Linked DNA regions of Mus musculus: regions 2, 3 and 4 are each linked to region 1. The links are chromatin contacts, called in public Hi-C and HiCAR-type maps. All regions are on one chromosome and are shown on one strand. Each heading gives the region's core, a stretch centred on a gene start, on an enhancer-like site or on the middle of the called end of the contact. The rest is flanking DNA. Distances are from core to core; before and after follow the strand shown. Region 1 has its middle 32 kb from the start of Gm32613. Region 2 holds the start of S1pr3 (sphingosine-1-phosphate receptor 3). Region 3 overlaps Gm46414 (a long non-coding RNA gene). Region 4 overlaps Gm46414 (a long non-coding RNA gene).

The links. A called contact is a pair of places that touch in the nucleus more often than the background predicts. HiCAR-type assays count read pairs that join an accessible place to other places.
Region 2: a contact with region 1 is called in a HiCAR-type map of astrocytes, with 3 times the contacts expected there. The contact joins the promoter of S1pr3 here to the enhancer-like site in region 1. A contact is called at or near these places in 12 of 39 promoter capture datasets (cranial neural crest, embryonic stem cells, frontonasal cranial neural crest and 6 more), 9 of 484 Hi-C or Micro-C datasets (CD4 T cells, cerebral cortex, embryonic fibroblasts and 5 more), 15 of 115 datasets of contacts at active chromatin or transcription factors (the NIH/3T3 cell line, Th17 cells, astrocytes and 9 more) and 3 of 9 other capture datasets (embryonic stem cells, liver and macrophages).
Region 3: a contact with region 1 is called in a Hi-C map of embryonic fibroblasts, with 1.9 times the contacts expected there. The contact joins two enhancer-like sites. A contact is called at or near these places in 2 of 484 Hi-C or Micro-C datasets (adipose-derived mesenchymal stem cells and embryonic fibroblasts).
Region 4: a contact with region 1 is called in a Hi-C map of uterus, with 4 times the contacts expected there. The contact joins two enhancer-like sites. A contact is called at or near these places in 2 of 484 Hi-C or Micro-C datasets (muscle stem cells and uterus) and 1 of 9 other capture datasets (embryonic stem cells).

Annotation. Positions count from the first base shown.
Region 1 is chr13:51,021,876-51,025,253 of GRCm38.p6, reverse strand. No RefSeq gene overlaps it. Among named protein-coding and RNA genes, the nearest start is that of Gm32613, 32 kb to the right of the region's middle. Within about 2 kb of position 1,798, at least 74 of the 459 cell types and tissues checked have an H3K27ac peak or open chromatin away from gene starts, as enhancers often do. A contact at or near this core is called in astrocytes, cerebral cortex, craniofacial prominence and 8 more, where this site is marked.
Region 2 is chr13:51,407,144-51,410,521 of GRCm38.p6, reverse strand. S1pr3 (sphingosine-1-phosphate receptor 3) reads right to left here and starts at 1,904. Exons shown (of 2, transcript NM_010101.4): 1 at 1,577-1,904. The region is part of intron 1 of Gm32834 (a long non-coding RNA gene); the gene reads left to right.
Region 3 is chr13:51,331,571-51,334,948 of GRCm38.p6, reverse strand. The region is part of intron 2 of Gm46414 (a long non-coding RNA gene); the gene reads right to left. Among named protein-coding and RNA genes, the nearest start is that of S1pr3, 75 kb to the left of the region's middle. Within about 2 kb of position 1,783, at least 43 of the 459 cell types and tissues checked have an H3K27ac peak or open chromatin away from gene starts, as enhancers often do. A contact at or near this core is called in embryonic fibroblasts, where this site is marked.
Region 4 is chr13:51,312,986-51,316,363 of GRCm38.p6, reverse strand. All of the region lies in intron 2 of Gm46414 (a long non-coding RNA gene), which reads right to left. Among named protein-coding and RNA genes, the nearest start is that of S1pr3, 94 kb to the left of the region's middle. Within about 2 kb of position 1,688, at least 178 of the 459 cell types and tissues checked have an H3K27ac peak or open chromatin away from gene starts, as enhancers often do. A contact at or near this core is called in muscle stem cells and uterus, where this site is marked.

The DNA of each region.
Region 1 (3,378 bases), core at 549-3,048:
GTTGTGGGATTTTCCTAAAAAGAAGTAAACGAGCATCTCTTCACCTCCGGCACAGGACCGAAGAAGAGATTCGGGTGCTGAGGTCCAGTTTATGAACCAGAGACTCTATCAGGCTTACTCTGAGGTTGCATGAGAAGCTCGCCCTAGCAAAGCCGCAAGCCCTGGACAACTTGTAAGCCGCTTCGCTTCTCCCCACCCAACAACTGTTTACTGTTCGTACAGCCATGGCCATTGGCAAGGGCCTTATGAATCTTGTAACTTTTTCACCTCCGTGTTCCGAGTCTCAGGATCCTTCCATCCTCCCTCTCCGAGGGTTGGGGTTGGGGGAGCTTGGGGATCGAGGGTGGTGAATGAGTGGGCACGGAGACTTTTTCAGGCAGGGAAACTGTTGTTTAATAGAATTAGGCCCACCGAAGTCCACCTCTTGTTGATCCGTGCCCTCCTAACAGAAACATTGTCTGCAGGAGAGAGGGAGGCTCCAGAGACTCCAGAGTTGAACAAAATGTTACAAGTCCTGGAAGGTAGCATCTGGGAAGATTCTCAAGGTTTCTCCCAGCTTTACAGGAGTAAACATCCGATGGGGAAAGAGACTCTTGACAAGCAAGCTGTGGAGAGATCTTTCCATTGCCTGAGGAGAGCTCAAGACAGTCTGGGGAGTTTTGATCAGTGCCCACTTTTGAGTTGTTGTTGTCTCCGTAAGCAACCCCTCACCCACACAGCCTGTTCTGACCCCAGTAAACACTCAGTGGTTCACAGAATTGCACTTTGGGGCAATTGTTACTTTTGCCTGTTGTGGATTCCCTTTCTGGGTGAGTAAGGGATGTGTGTTGTCTCCCCAGAAAAGCCTCTCACGGGACACTGAAGTAAACTGTGACTTGAGTAATAAGGAGTGGCCATGAAGGCCCATCAGTTGTAACAAGTGCGCCGTGCTGGTGGAGATGTTGGGAATGGGGAAGGTTATGGGTTAAGGGAGAACTCTACTTTTGTTTCACTTTGTGATCAACCTAGAACTGCCAAAAACAAAACAAAACAAAACAAAACTATAAAATAAAAACTTAAAAAAAGAAAAGAAAGAAACTAATAAAAACTGTACTGTGAGATCTCTGGACTTCACATAAAAGCCAGATGTGGTGGAGCGCACCACTCCTGTGGACAGATGGGAGGTCAAGACAGGAGGGTGAAGAAGCAGCTTGCAGGCCAGCTTGGAGAAAGCAGGCGGTGGCGGCGTGGCAAACAACAGCAACAATGGCATACGCTGGAGAGCTCAGAGCTCCGGTTTAGTCTCAAGAGCGTTGAAAGAGAGAACCAACTGCAAGCAAGTCGTCCTGTGACTCCCCCACATCCCAGATGGTGTGCATGTGCCTGAACGCACACACATCTCTCTTATCTCTCTGTCTCTGCCTCTCGGTCTCTATCTCTGTCTCTTTATCTCTCTGTCTCCCTCTCTCACACACATACATTAACAATAATACATCAAAACACAACCCCACTGCACCCATGGGGACCAGGGAAAGCTCCATGAAGTCTGGCAGGCCAATACGTAAAACGCTGGCGCTTGACATTTGCCGGGCAAGACCTAGGGGGTAGAGGGCAGAGAGCAGAGGGCTGTCTCAGTGACAGCCACCCTCTCTCTAACTCTCCGGCTGTCAGGGATGGTTTAGCTGTCCTTCTGAAGAGCTGTTCTGTGTCGTGCGAACAAGGAAACACCAAGTCAGGGTCCCTGCTCTTGAGCGCTAGGCCAGGCCTCACTGAGTCCCGGATGATCCTGATCCCGTCTGAGACACAGAGGATTCAGGCTTCAGGGCGGCTCATTCTAGTTCAGGCTGGTCGGGAACTGTCCTCAAAGCCACAGATGGCCTTGAATCTCTATCAATAGAAGTTTTGAGTTTTTGCGTTGGTTCTTGTTGTTTCACAAAATTACCCAAGAGAAGCATGATTTAAATGTTTCCTTTTTCGAGGATTTCCTTTTCGGGGCTCTTATTACAAAGCTTGGGTGTGCTTGGCATTCTCACTGACAAGCCAAACTTAGGCTTTAAAACTGAGGTTAGATCCGGAAACCATGCCATGGGAACTCAGCAGCGTCTAAACATGAATGACTGATTTAAGGCCCCTGATTAAAACCTTGGCTTTCCCAGTGCTTTCTCAGAGCTGAGTGGTTGGTCTCTGTTTCTCTGCTTTTCTCCACCACTCAGTCACAGCAATGACCTCATCCTTTCAAGTGCCAGAGAAGGCAAACTAAGCCCCAGAGAGCCTGGAGAGAGCCTGGCTCCCATTTCCTGCCTTTCAGGGAATCCATCCGCTAAGCCTGGCTTCTGGGCATCCCTCGAAGCTGGCGGAGCTCAATTGCGGCAGGAAATTTAGAAACAGGAAAGTTCCTCAGTTGCCACCGGGAAGGACCTGGGCCAAGGGCTGGAGAGCTAGCTTTTTGGTAGCCAGCCCTAAGGAAGCAAGACAGAGTGACAGGAGATCTTTTCAATCGGGGTGCTACATTCCGCTACAAGTTGAGCGACAACAAGCTTGTTCTGGTGACTTAGGAAGCGTCCCAAAGCCATTCAAGCTGCCTGACTGTACTTGGGGAGGACCCAAGGCTTTACATGGCTAAACTGTGTTCTGTGCACACTGAAGTTAATAAAGGAAAATCTGGCCTTGATTTCTTTGTGTAATTGTGATTCTGAACACACTGGATAGGCCGTCCCACCAGGGGTTCCTGTGGGGTCTTGTAAACAGCCAGCTGCATTGTTTGATGTGTAGGGCTGCTAGATTGCCTTCTCCACTGTTCCTACTGACCTTTACGGAGGAACTCCTGAACTGCAGGCAGATGGGAACCCTCTTGATCTGCAGCCAGCCACACTTCCCTTCCTGGGTCCCCAGAACCCTCCAGTCCTTCCCAGCCTTTCCTTGTGGGGTGCTGTTTCCCAGACAGTGCTATTACAGGGAGCATGAGCTTTGGGCAGAAACCCCGGGGTCACCCTCCTCCTACATCAGAAGCCACTGAAATACCCAGGTTGGAGCAAGGGCTGGTACTTAGGGGACTATGGCTCCATTTGGGATGTACTGGGTGAGGTTTTTCCAGTTGGAACTGACCATCTGAGGTAGCTAGCTGCAAGCTTTCCCCGAGGAGAGTCTTCTTGCGTTTGTTTTCTCAGCTTTACAGCCCACACCACTCTGAGCAGACTTAAATCTATTATTTGCCTACTGCTTTAAATCACAAACATTTCCATATTGAGCGGTGCACCCAAGGAAGGTAGGTTTCAATTGGCCAGGCAGGCAGAGTCTCATTTAAGACTCAAGCAGGCAGGTGCTGATTTAATAAACACAGAGAGTTTGGGGGTACAAGACGGGGTACTGAGAGCAGGAGCCAGGCAGGCCAGCTTTGTT
Region 2 (3,378 bases), core at 655-3,154, 390 kb before region 1:
ACTGTAGGCACTGAGGAAGAAATCTGTGTAACAAAGGATCATGCTTTCTAGAAAAGGGACCAGTCCCTGACTCATGGGAAGCAGGGTATCAGGTCAGTCAGTACGTAAAGCTTTGCAGGAAATGGGAGTTCCTTCATCCAAATATGGTAGAGAACCAGGAGGGTCTCGGTATGGTGTGTGTGTGTGTGTATGTGCATGTGCATGTGCATGCATGTGTGTGTGTGTGTGTTTGTATGTGTGTAGCTGTGTGTGTGTGTGTGTGTGTGTGTGTAAAGAGCAAATGGCTTCGGGGAAATGCTAAGTGGTTATGACGTCAATCTCCCCAAATGCCAGTGGGGGCTTCCTAAGGGCAAGCTCTGATGTATGTGGGCAGACTGACACTGACCAGATGAGAGCATCTGCCAGTCTGCTGATGGAAAGATCTGATGTGAAGGTATATGGCCACACAATACTCCCCCAAGCACTGAGCTCTGCACCCCCTTAAGAAGCTTACAGATCTAGATTCCTCCACAGCTACCCAAACAGAGCGCCTGCGCACAGGCACACACACCACCACCACCACCACCACCACCACCACCACCACCACCACCACCACCACCACCACCACCACCTCAACCAAACAGCCCTGACCACAGCCACAACTTGCCAGGCCTTTACCTGAGGTATGCAACCCCTTGCTCCACTTTCTAGGAATTATATTCTCTTGGCCCTCCCTGTCTGCTTGGTTTTCGTCTATAAAGGATGGAACTTTGAATAGATACATTTTTGTAGGTGGTGATATGCAATACCAGAGACTTCTGGCTGCAGACCTTAGAATGAGTGACTCTGGAGGCTTTGGAGGAGGGGGTGTCAAGAAGAAGAGGTGTTTGTTTAAAGCAAAGGATTCCCTTTAAACAGCTGACGAGAAACCCCCTTTTACATCAAATCTAAGGAACATGGTGTCAGGATTGTTAAAGGCTGGAGAGACAGGGACGCAGAGACCATGTACAGGCACATGGTTAATGGTCACCCTTCCCTTTCTTCTATTTCAGTTAAGAACATATGACACACCAATCTTCTCTCTCATTATCACTTTGCTGGCACCTTGTCTTCTAGCTCCAGGCCTGACACTCCTAATTGCCTAGTTTGAGAAGTGCTAAGAAAACTGGAATTTTGTCACTAATAAAACTTAAAAGAATCATTTGCTTTCTCCCAGAGGGAAAACCCACAGCCGTTCCCAGTGCCCAGGTTTTCTTCTCCTAAGATTGTCTAACTTCTTAATTAGCCAAGTAAAGCAAGAATCTTTCCCTTGGACAGCCTGCTCACTCTGCTCCGAGTTTACAAACACATTTAGAAAGCCCTGGTTGTTATTTAAAGGAACCCTATACCTCTCCACCAGCTCCAACAGGCGGTTATGTCCTGTTCTCCGGGATATGAACAGGAGGGGGTGGCCGAAGCGAGGCACTCGCGAGCCCAAGTCACTCTGGTGCCCCGACTTGGTTGAAATTTTATCCAAAAAGGGGGTTCGGGTGAACCCCCAGGCGCTCAACCCGCGACTCTGGTCTGTGCAACCCCGGGATCCGGTCCCGCCGCTCACCTCGTTCTGCAAGGCGCATCTGGGCTGGTTGCATGCTGCCGTGTCTCAGCTAAGACTCCCGTCTAGGGGCTCCTCCGGAGGTCGCTCGTGGCCTCAGGTTTCTCTCCCGCTAGGCTTGTCCAGCCACCTTGCTCAGCACCCGGACCTTGTCGCCTGCCCCTGAACTTGTTCTCCCAGACTCTGCCCCAGAGAATCCGAAGGCAAACTTTTGCCACTGCCCTCCGGGGCGGGGCCCAAACTCACCCCGCCTCCTGCCGCCCCTAACCCAAGCTTCAGAGCTTCGCGGGCTGGTCCCCAGATACGCCCTGGTTCCCAGCCACGTCCCCGCCTCGGGCTACGTCCCCGCCCAGTCTCTGGATTACTTCTCTGCATCCGCGCTGTCTGGACTCTGGGACTCGGGCTGGGGCTCTTCAACCCTCTGTATCCCTCTGCCCCTATTCCTCTGCCGATCATCTACCCCCACCCCCAAACCTATACTCTGACTCCAAGGTTCTGCGTCTATCCTGCTAATTTTAAGTGCTCCAGAACCCAGCAGCTGCAGATACCTAACCGGGTGCAGAACTGGGCTTGGGTAGATATCTACCTAAGTGTCCAGAAGGATTTGAGCGGATTCTTATTAATACTGTTACTCACCTTGAGGTGACCAGTGTTAACTATACTATCTTTAACCTGAAATCAACCGACTACCAGCTTGAGCTGGTAAGCTAAGCCCCCTGCCCCTTTGGACTCCTGCCCCTGCCCCCATCCCTTTCGGAGCTGAAGGCAGGGACCCCAGCCTCTTGTGCATTTCAGGTCCTGACTCCTGTGTCTTGTCTACCTTAGTTAACTGTACCCAGTCTACTCCTGCGCTCTGGGCAAGCCTCACCGGCCATGTGGGGAGAAATGAGAATCTTTGGGGGGAACCGCAGGCACAATTGTCAGTTACAAAGGAAATGCAAAAGATCTCCAGACCAGCTTGGGGAAGGAGAGGGGAGAGGAAGCAGACCGCAGCTAAATTCCCGAGCAGGCAGGGTTCCAGGTCCCTGCTACCTTTTCTCTGGGGCTTTCTTGCCTACAGAAGATGAATTTACCGCTTTCTTGGGATTCATCTGGCATGTAAAGGCAGCTCTTGGCCGGTCTTGGCCTTCTCTGTTGTCTGGTGAGACGCACAAGCCCTCCGGGTCACAGGAGCCAGGCTGCAGAGCTCCAGCTGCCTTGGCTGCTCAGTAGCAGCGCGATTCTCCTGAGCTCTGGTCCTACTGCCTAGCCTCCCAAATTTGCCTAGTGTCTTGGACACAGCTGGGGAAAGCTAGTTCTCTCCCCAAGTGCAGTGAGAATGGGCGTGTCTCTGTATACTTGACTCCTACAGCATCCAGTTAAAGAAAGCAGAGGTGGCCACAGTTGAAGATGCTTCTGTAGCTGTTTCTGCAGCCACTTCCTGAGGCCAGGGTAACAACAGTTTCTTGGTCGCTATGTCTAACCCCACAAAAAGGCCTGGTGCTCTAGCTGTTTCTCACTGTGTCACCATCACTGCCCCGGCTGCTGGAGGTGTGTTTTATACAGCATCTGTCTCTCCATTCCCCGGGTAAATGGTCCTCTGGATAGAAGAGGGTGACCCTGAGTCTCTCTATGACAGCTCCTCCAGCCTCAGACACCAGACTCCCACAGCCTGAGAGGTACCAGGGCTCTTACTGCTAATGACAGTCTTTCCTAAGAGTGATTCCACCCACAGCATCCCTGTGGTATCCCTGAAACCTGTCTTTCAATGAGGTTTCTTTTCCCTCCAAGTTTCCTAACCAGAAGCAGCCATCTTCCCAGTCCAG
Region 3 (3,378 bases), core at 534-3,033, 310 kb before region 1:
AATTAGGATTAACTTGAAGAGCCGGTGAGAAGGGAGACAAGCTAGAGACGTGATGATTTGGAAACTAACGCAATGTTTCATGTGGTACTTAGACAAATTGCCTGAGTGTCTGAATGACCGTGTGGGCCTGAGGAAGGGTTGATTTGGAGAGGGCAGACAGCGCCTTAGTTTCTGAAGTAAAGTACTGCAGAAAGATTGTACGTTAAAGCTTAAGGATTTTAAAATGTTTTAAACAAGGGAACCTCCATATTTTCATTCAGTGAGAAGAAAAACCCAGAGAAATCTGTCATGTCTTCCACTGTTCAACATACATGTACATGTGTGTGTAAAGAAGCATGCAGTGAGTGCAACAGTGTGTGAGCATACAGAAGCCATAGAAGCACACCTGTGCATGGCCTTGTCACCCTAAGACAGGGCTTGTCACGGAACTGGAAGCTTGAGTTTTTGCATGGCAGGCCAGTGAGCTCTCAGGATCCACTTGTCTTTACCTCATAGTATTTGGGTTATAGCAGTGGCTCTCAACCTTCCTAACGCTGTGACCCTTTAGTCTAGTTCCTTTACAGTTAGTGACCCCACCCCCCAACCATAAAGTTACTTCATTGCCACCTCAAAACTGTAATGTTGCTACTGTTATGAGCCATCATGCGAATATCTGTTTTCTGATGGTCTTAAACAACCCTTCGAACAAGTCATTTAACTCCCAAAGGGGTTGCGGGTGCGACCCACAGGTTGAGAACCCCTGGGTTGCAGGCAATGCAGCCATGCATGGCTCTTTTCATGGATCTTGTGGGTTCTGATTCAGCTCCTCATGCTCTCAGGAGGCAGATGAACCATCTCCTCAGCCCCACTCCCCAACTTCTTACATGCTCCTTTGAGTACCCGTCATCCCGTCTCTAAATCACGAGCTTGCATTGGCTCTGACCCATCCAAGTCCTGATCTTACGTAAAGTGTGGCAGCTGAGAAGTTAGCTATCTGAGCCTCTCTCCCTTCTCTTTCCTCCACCTTGAAGTGTGGGCACAGTACCTCCTTATACAGCTGGTACAGTCAGGGCTTAGTACCCCTCCCCGCTTTGGAGGGGTCTGGTTCTCTGGGGTTGCTTTCCTATCTTTTTAACCTAACAGTGCAGTCAGAAGCCTCACTCGGCCTCCAGACTCCATTGAGCCCACCCTTGCTGGAATCCTTCCTTCCCTCCTCCAGGTTGGTCTTGGATGACTGCTCCATTCTGGAAGTTCCCCACCCAGCTCTCCTGGGAGAGTGTGCTTGCCTTGGCCCTCTATTTTCGATGACTACATCCTTAGGAACTTCCACAGAAAGGCTGAGTCCCTGCATGCCTGAAATATCTTGATTCACCATCATGCTTGCTTAGTATCTGTGGTGGATTCTGGAATGACGTGCTCCTGGTTGATTGCTCTTCCTTGCGATCTCAGGGGTACCGCTCCTTTGTTATTCTCATCCAGGCTATTAACAGTCTTATTATATTATTAACTTATTAGGGACCGAAGCTGGGGCTGTGGAGATGGCTTGGTGGGTAAAGACCTTGTCGCACAAGGACTTGAGTTTGGATAACCAGAACCCACTTACATACAGACATCTTTGTAGTGCACATCTGTAATTCCAGAGCTCTCTCTCTGTGAGATGGGAGACAGAACCAGATGGCCTGCAACAAGCAGAGTGAAAGACTGGCTGAGACAAAATGAAAGGACATGACCAACAGCAGACATGACCAATAGCAGACATGACCAACAGCAGACATGACCAACAGCACACATGACCAACAACAGACAGACATGAACAACAGCAGACAGATATGACTAACAGCAGACATGACCAACAGCAGACAGATGTGACCAACAGTAGACATGACCAACAGCAGACATGACCAACAGCAGACAGACATGGCCAACAGTGCACATGACCAACAGCAGAGCTTGTCCTCTGCCTTCTGTTCACATACATGAGCACGCATACACATGAACCCCACACACACAAGCACAACACAAGCACACATACACATGATTAAAAGAGTAAAAAGGAACAGAAACTTACTAGCTCAGCCTTGCTCCCTAGTCACACAGGAGATCCCAGAGGAAAAAGAATAAAAGACCCACTTCCACAAGTCTTTTATAGTCTTTTATTTTACATTTTTATTTGACACATAAAAATCATACGCCTTTATGAGGTTCTGTATGATGTTTTGATCCATGCAGGGACTTGGGTTTTCTGTCTCTTTAAACATGCACTCGTGTGTGTGTGTGTGTGTGTGTGTGTGTGTGTGTACACTTGAAATCTTCTCTTCCCGATACTTTTAAACATATAATAATAGTCTCATAGCTGGAACGTCCCTACCGTGTGCTAAGACACTAGAATCACTGCTGCTTCTAACTGTGACCTTGAACCGTGAACCTGCCTTCCCATGTCCTGCCCGCTTCCCTCCACATCTCCTGGCAAATGCTGTTCTCTGCTTCTCTGAGGTCAGCATTTTTAGATTCCACATGAGTGAGATCATGCCGTTTTGGTCCCTTTCTGTGTTGAGCTTATTTCAATGGATATAATGTTTTCCAGACCCCATCCATGTGGCTGCAAATAGCAAGATTTTAGTCTTTTCCCCCATCTCTCATTCTTGGTTATTAAAATATTCCATAATCTTTTCGTTTTAATTTTTTTTTTAAAAAATCCATGCCCACCTCTTTTTCAGAATTTTTCGGAACTATAGTATAGTGTGAAAGTAGCTGTTGCCCAGAGTAATACTCCTGGCCCATCCAACCACTTTTTAAGGAGCCCTGTCTTCTGACACAACTTGCAAGTCTCTCTAGTGTGTGCTCGTACTTGACATCTGAGATCCAGGAGAGCATCCCCTGCTCCCAGGCTCCCGGTTAGAGCAATCACAATGAGCTCTATCGGATGCTGGTTTGCTCCATGGACCATATGTCAGTGTGTAGCATTGTCTCGTGGTGCACATGTGGAGTCAGGTATGCTGTTGCCCATGCCTACCCAGGGTAAGTCCCGAGGGAAGGAGTGTACCCGTCATCTATACCTTGTGTGATCAGAGTCCAAAAAAAAAAAAGGACAATGCTGGATGAACTGACAGCATTGAGAGATCTGAGGAGATAGGCAAAGTGCTTTCCCAGGAAAGCTGGATCGCCAGCACGCATGTAAAAGCCTGGTGCAGTGAGTGGAACACGTCTATCATCCCAGTATTGGGAGTGTAGAGACTGAAGGATCCCTGAAGCTCACCGGCCATCCAGCCTAACTAAATCAGGGACCTCCAGGTTCAATGAAGGCCGTGTCTCAAAAACTAAAGTGAAGAAAGATAGGAGACGATTCCCAAGGCTGACCTCTGGCCTCCACACACATGTGTGTGCGCATGTGCATACCTA
Region 4 (3,378 bases), core at 439-2,938, 290 kb before region 1:
TTTACACAGTCCAGGATGCCCCTGACTAGGGAATGACGCCACCCTCAGTGGCTGGATGTCCCTACCTCAGTCAGTGATGGAGATAATCCCATGAGCCATGCCCAGGTGATTCTAGATGCTGTCAGGTTAACACTAACCATCATGCCTCGATGTTGGTGGTTAACTTCCTGTAGTGTGTCTAGGGAACAGCATGCACAGAAAAACTGGGATATAAAAAACAGAGGAAGGAGAGAGAGAGAGAGAGAGAGAGAGAGAGAGAGAGGGAGGGAGGGAGAGGGAGGGAGGGAGAGAGAGAGAGAGAGAGAGAGAGAGAGAGAGAGAGAGAGGAGAGAGAGAGACCCTGCTGGCATTTCCCTGCCTTGGTGCTGTAGGTGATGTGTCAGGTTTAGCTGTTGCCCTCCTGAGGTGGAGGCCTGAGCCTCTTTCTCTTCCAGCTGGGACACCTGCCCCGTGAGGATTGGCTGTGTGGAGTGCACAGCCCCCTTCTTCCCTGAGCGAACTGAGGACTTCAGAAAGGTCGCATTTGAGTGATCATAATTCCAGTTACCCACGTTCCTCAGAGCAGGTAGCAACTGCCCCGTGTTCTTTGGAGATGACGCAGCAATGCTGGAGAACAAGGCCACCTCATTTCTCCGCTTCTCTCTTCTGTCTCCTCGTGGCTCACCCAAACATTCTCAGTTCCTCCTAAGTTTCCTCCCTCACGATTTCTCTAAGCTGCAGCAAATCTTCCTGTCTTTCTGTTTGAATGTGTGCACACACAAGCCTCTTGAATGTGAGTGAGGACCACTCGTGTCTGAGAGGGAGTCCTGATTAGAAACCGCGTTCCCAGTCACCATGGGAAAGAGCACTCTAGCTAAGACAGTCTTTCCCACAAAGCCCTTGACCAGGCAGCTCTTTCTGTTTTAATTGCTAGCCAAAAACTCTCAAAGACAAATGTGGTTCTCCTGAGAGGAATAAAAAAAAAAATGAGGTTTCATCTTATATGCCATCATACTGGGAATCAAGGCGACACATTATCTAAGAATCAGAGAGACTGGGGGTGGGGGATAGCTCTGGGCCAGACCACTGAGAAATGAAAGGATTTAGACACCCCCTTCTCTGGGGTGACAGGCCAGGATTGCTAAAGTTCTGAGGAGTGTGCTGGGGTGGGGGTGGTGTGTTTCAGTATGACTGAGAAAAAGTCTCATCCATTAGAAAAAAAAAATGTCAGAATATGGCTATGAGCAAAGGCTTTTAACTGGCTTATTAACAACAGATATCCCCAAGCGCAGATAAGCCCAGTTGGAAGGCAGAAAGCAGAGCTGAGATATCTTCTGACAATTAAGGTACAGCCAGCGTCATAAGGAGGTTGGGGGAAGAGTGTGACTTTCAAGGAGGCACGGAGCAGACAATGGAAGTCTAAAAGCAACCCTGCTTAGCACACAAGAGGATCACAGGGACTACAGCAGGGCCACTCCCCCAGCCTGTCCCCTCTGCAGCACGCTGCCATAGCCACTAATGTCCTGAAAAGAAGGGTAAAGTGCATTTCCCAACTCCAGCCCTGACCGGGCCTCTAATTTTACTTCCATGAGTGTGCCCTGATGGATTTTTGAGAAGGGAGAGGTGGGTCATAAATAAAACAGGGCCCACAGCAGAGCTCTAATCAGTTGCAGCTGCTGCCTGAGGAGGCCTGACAGGCAGCTTGCCTTGGGACCTGGTGCATTCTGTGGCCAGCATGGGGGCGGGAAGACAGTGGATGCCTGGGGGAAAGGCCTGAGACATGAGTCTGCAGAATTCATTGCTCCTAATTAAAACCGCATTTACAGAGAACAAACCGTAGGGGCGGGGAGCATGCAGTGGGATTTCCTTGTAGCTTGGAAAATGAATCAACTTGGAAAGGGGTAGGGGCTGCCTATCTGCAAACTCCCTGCTGCAAACAGGACACTGCCCATTTCCATCCAAATATAAAAACCTGACCCATATTGTAGGGGAATGTGCTCATGGGGACCCCAGAGAGTGTCATCAGAATGGGGGACTGTTTAAATAGGATGACTGAGTCATTTGGTGGACCTAGAAGCTCTGTCCTCAGAGCTAGTGAGGAGACAATGCTCTGTGTGTGTGGGGGAACCAGGGGGCTTCAGGTAGGAAAAGCCCTACGTGACCATCGCCTAGTGTTTTCATGGAGTTTGTTATCTTGTTAACTAAAGAAAATTATAGGTCCTATTGCTGTGTATGTCTTTCAGTCAAAAATAATTCCGGAGATGAAAAGATGTTTTAAAAAAAATTAAGGTACAGTAGGGTGCCTTACAGGAATTGGTTTAAAATGGTCCTGTCATTTGGAGAGAACTGGTTGGCACATAAGCCAGCCTTGTAGAGAGGTGTAAGACCAGAAGTGAGGCAGAGTCTTTGGGATGTTCTTTCTCAGTCAGTCAGTCATTCATTCAGTGTGTGTGTGTGTGTGTGTGTGTGTGTGTGTGTGTGTGTGTGTAGGGAGGGGGTGCTGTTGCCCCTGTGACCTCAAGGCAAGGCTGCTCCAAAAGAGGCATAGAGAGCTGGCCCTGGCTGTTCTCCTGGGTGGCAGGAGCCCAAGCAGGACACTGCTGTAATGGTGGCGAGGGAATCAGACACACCCTGTGCAGGCTGAGTGTGTTCCCTGTACCTGGCACAGCTCAGTGGCATCAAAGGCCAGATGAGCTGCACTCTATGAGAAGGGCCAGCTGGAGGCCCTCTGAAGCCAGCTGTCCCTGCTTTAGCTTCTGAGCTCAGCGGGTGGGAGAAGGTTCCCAGGACGGCCTGCCCAACTCAAGATTGACCAGCCAGCCACCCACACAAGTCCTGGGGGAGAGGGCACCACATCTCACCTCTGACTCAGATAGACTGAGGACAAACAAAACACAAACTGAGCCTTCAGAGTGAGACATGGGGACTTAAATAACTTTAATACTCCCACCAAGGGTTCATAAGGTTCCTAAGAGCAGGCTGAGGCTCTGGCCTGATGGCTCTAAGTCAAGGGACAGTCTGAAAATACAAACACCATCTCTAGTGGGATGCAGATGGATCTCAAGCTAGATGAGCAGAAGAGAGTCCTGGGAGCCAGAGGATTATTCAAAATAACTCAGCATTGCTGCAGCTGCTCTATCTTGCATTGATTTATTAGGCTGATGTGTGTGTGTGTGTGTGTGTGTGTGTGTGTGTGTGTGTTTTCCCCTTGCCCTTTTCCTATTCCTTCATTCAGGAGACAACCCGAACGTGCTTTTGTGAGCATTCCAAAAGAGTGGATGTAAACCTTTGATACTGCATCAAGTCTCTGCTCTGAAATATTGCAATAAACATTGGAACAAGGTAATAGACAGACCTTGCTCAGACTTCTCTCAGTGTGTATGTGTGTGTGTGTACATG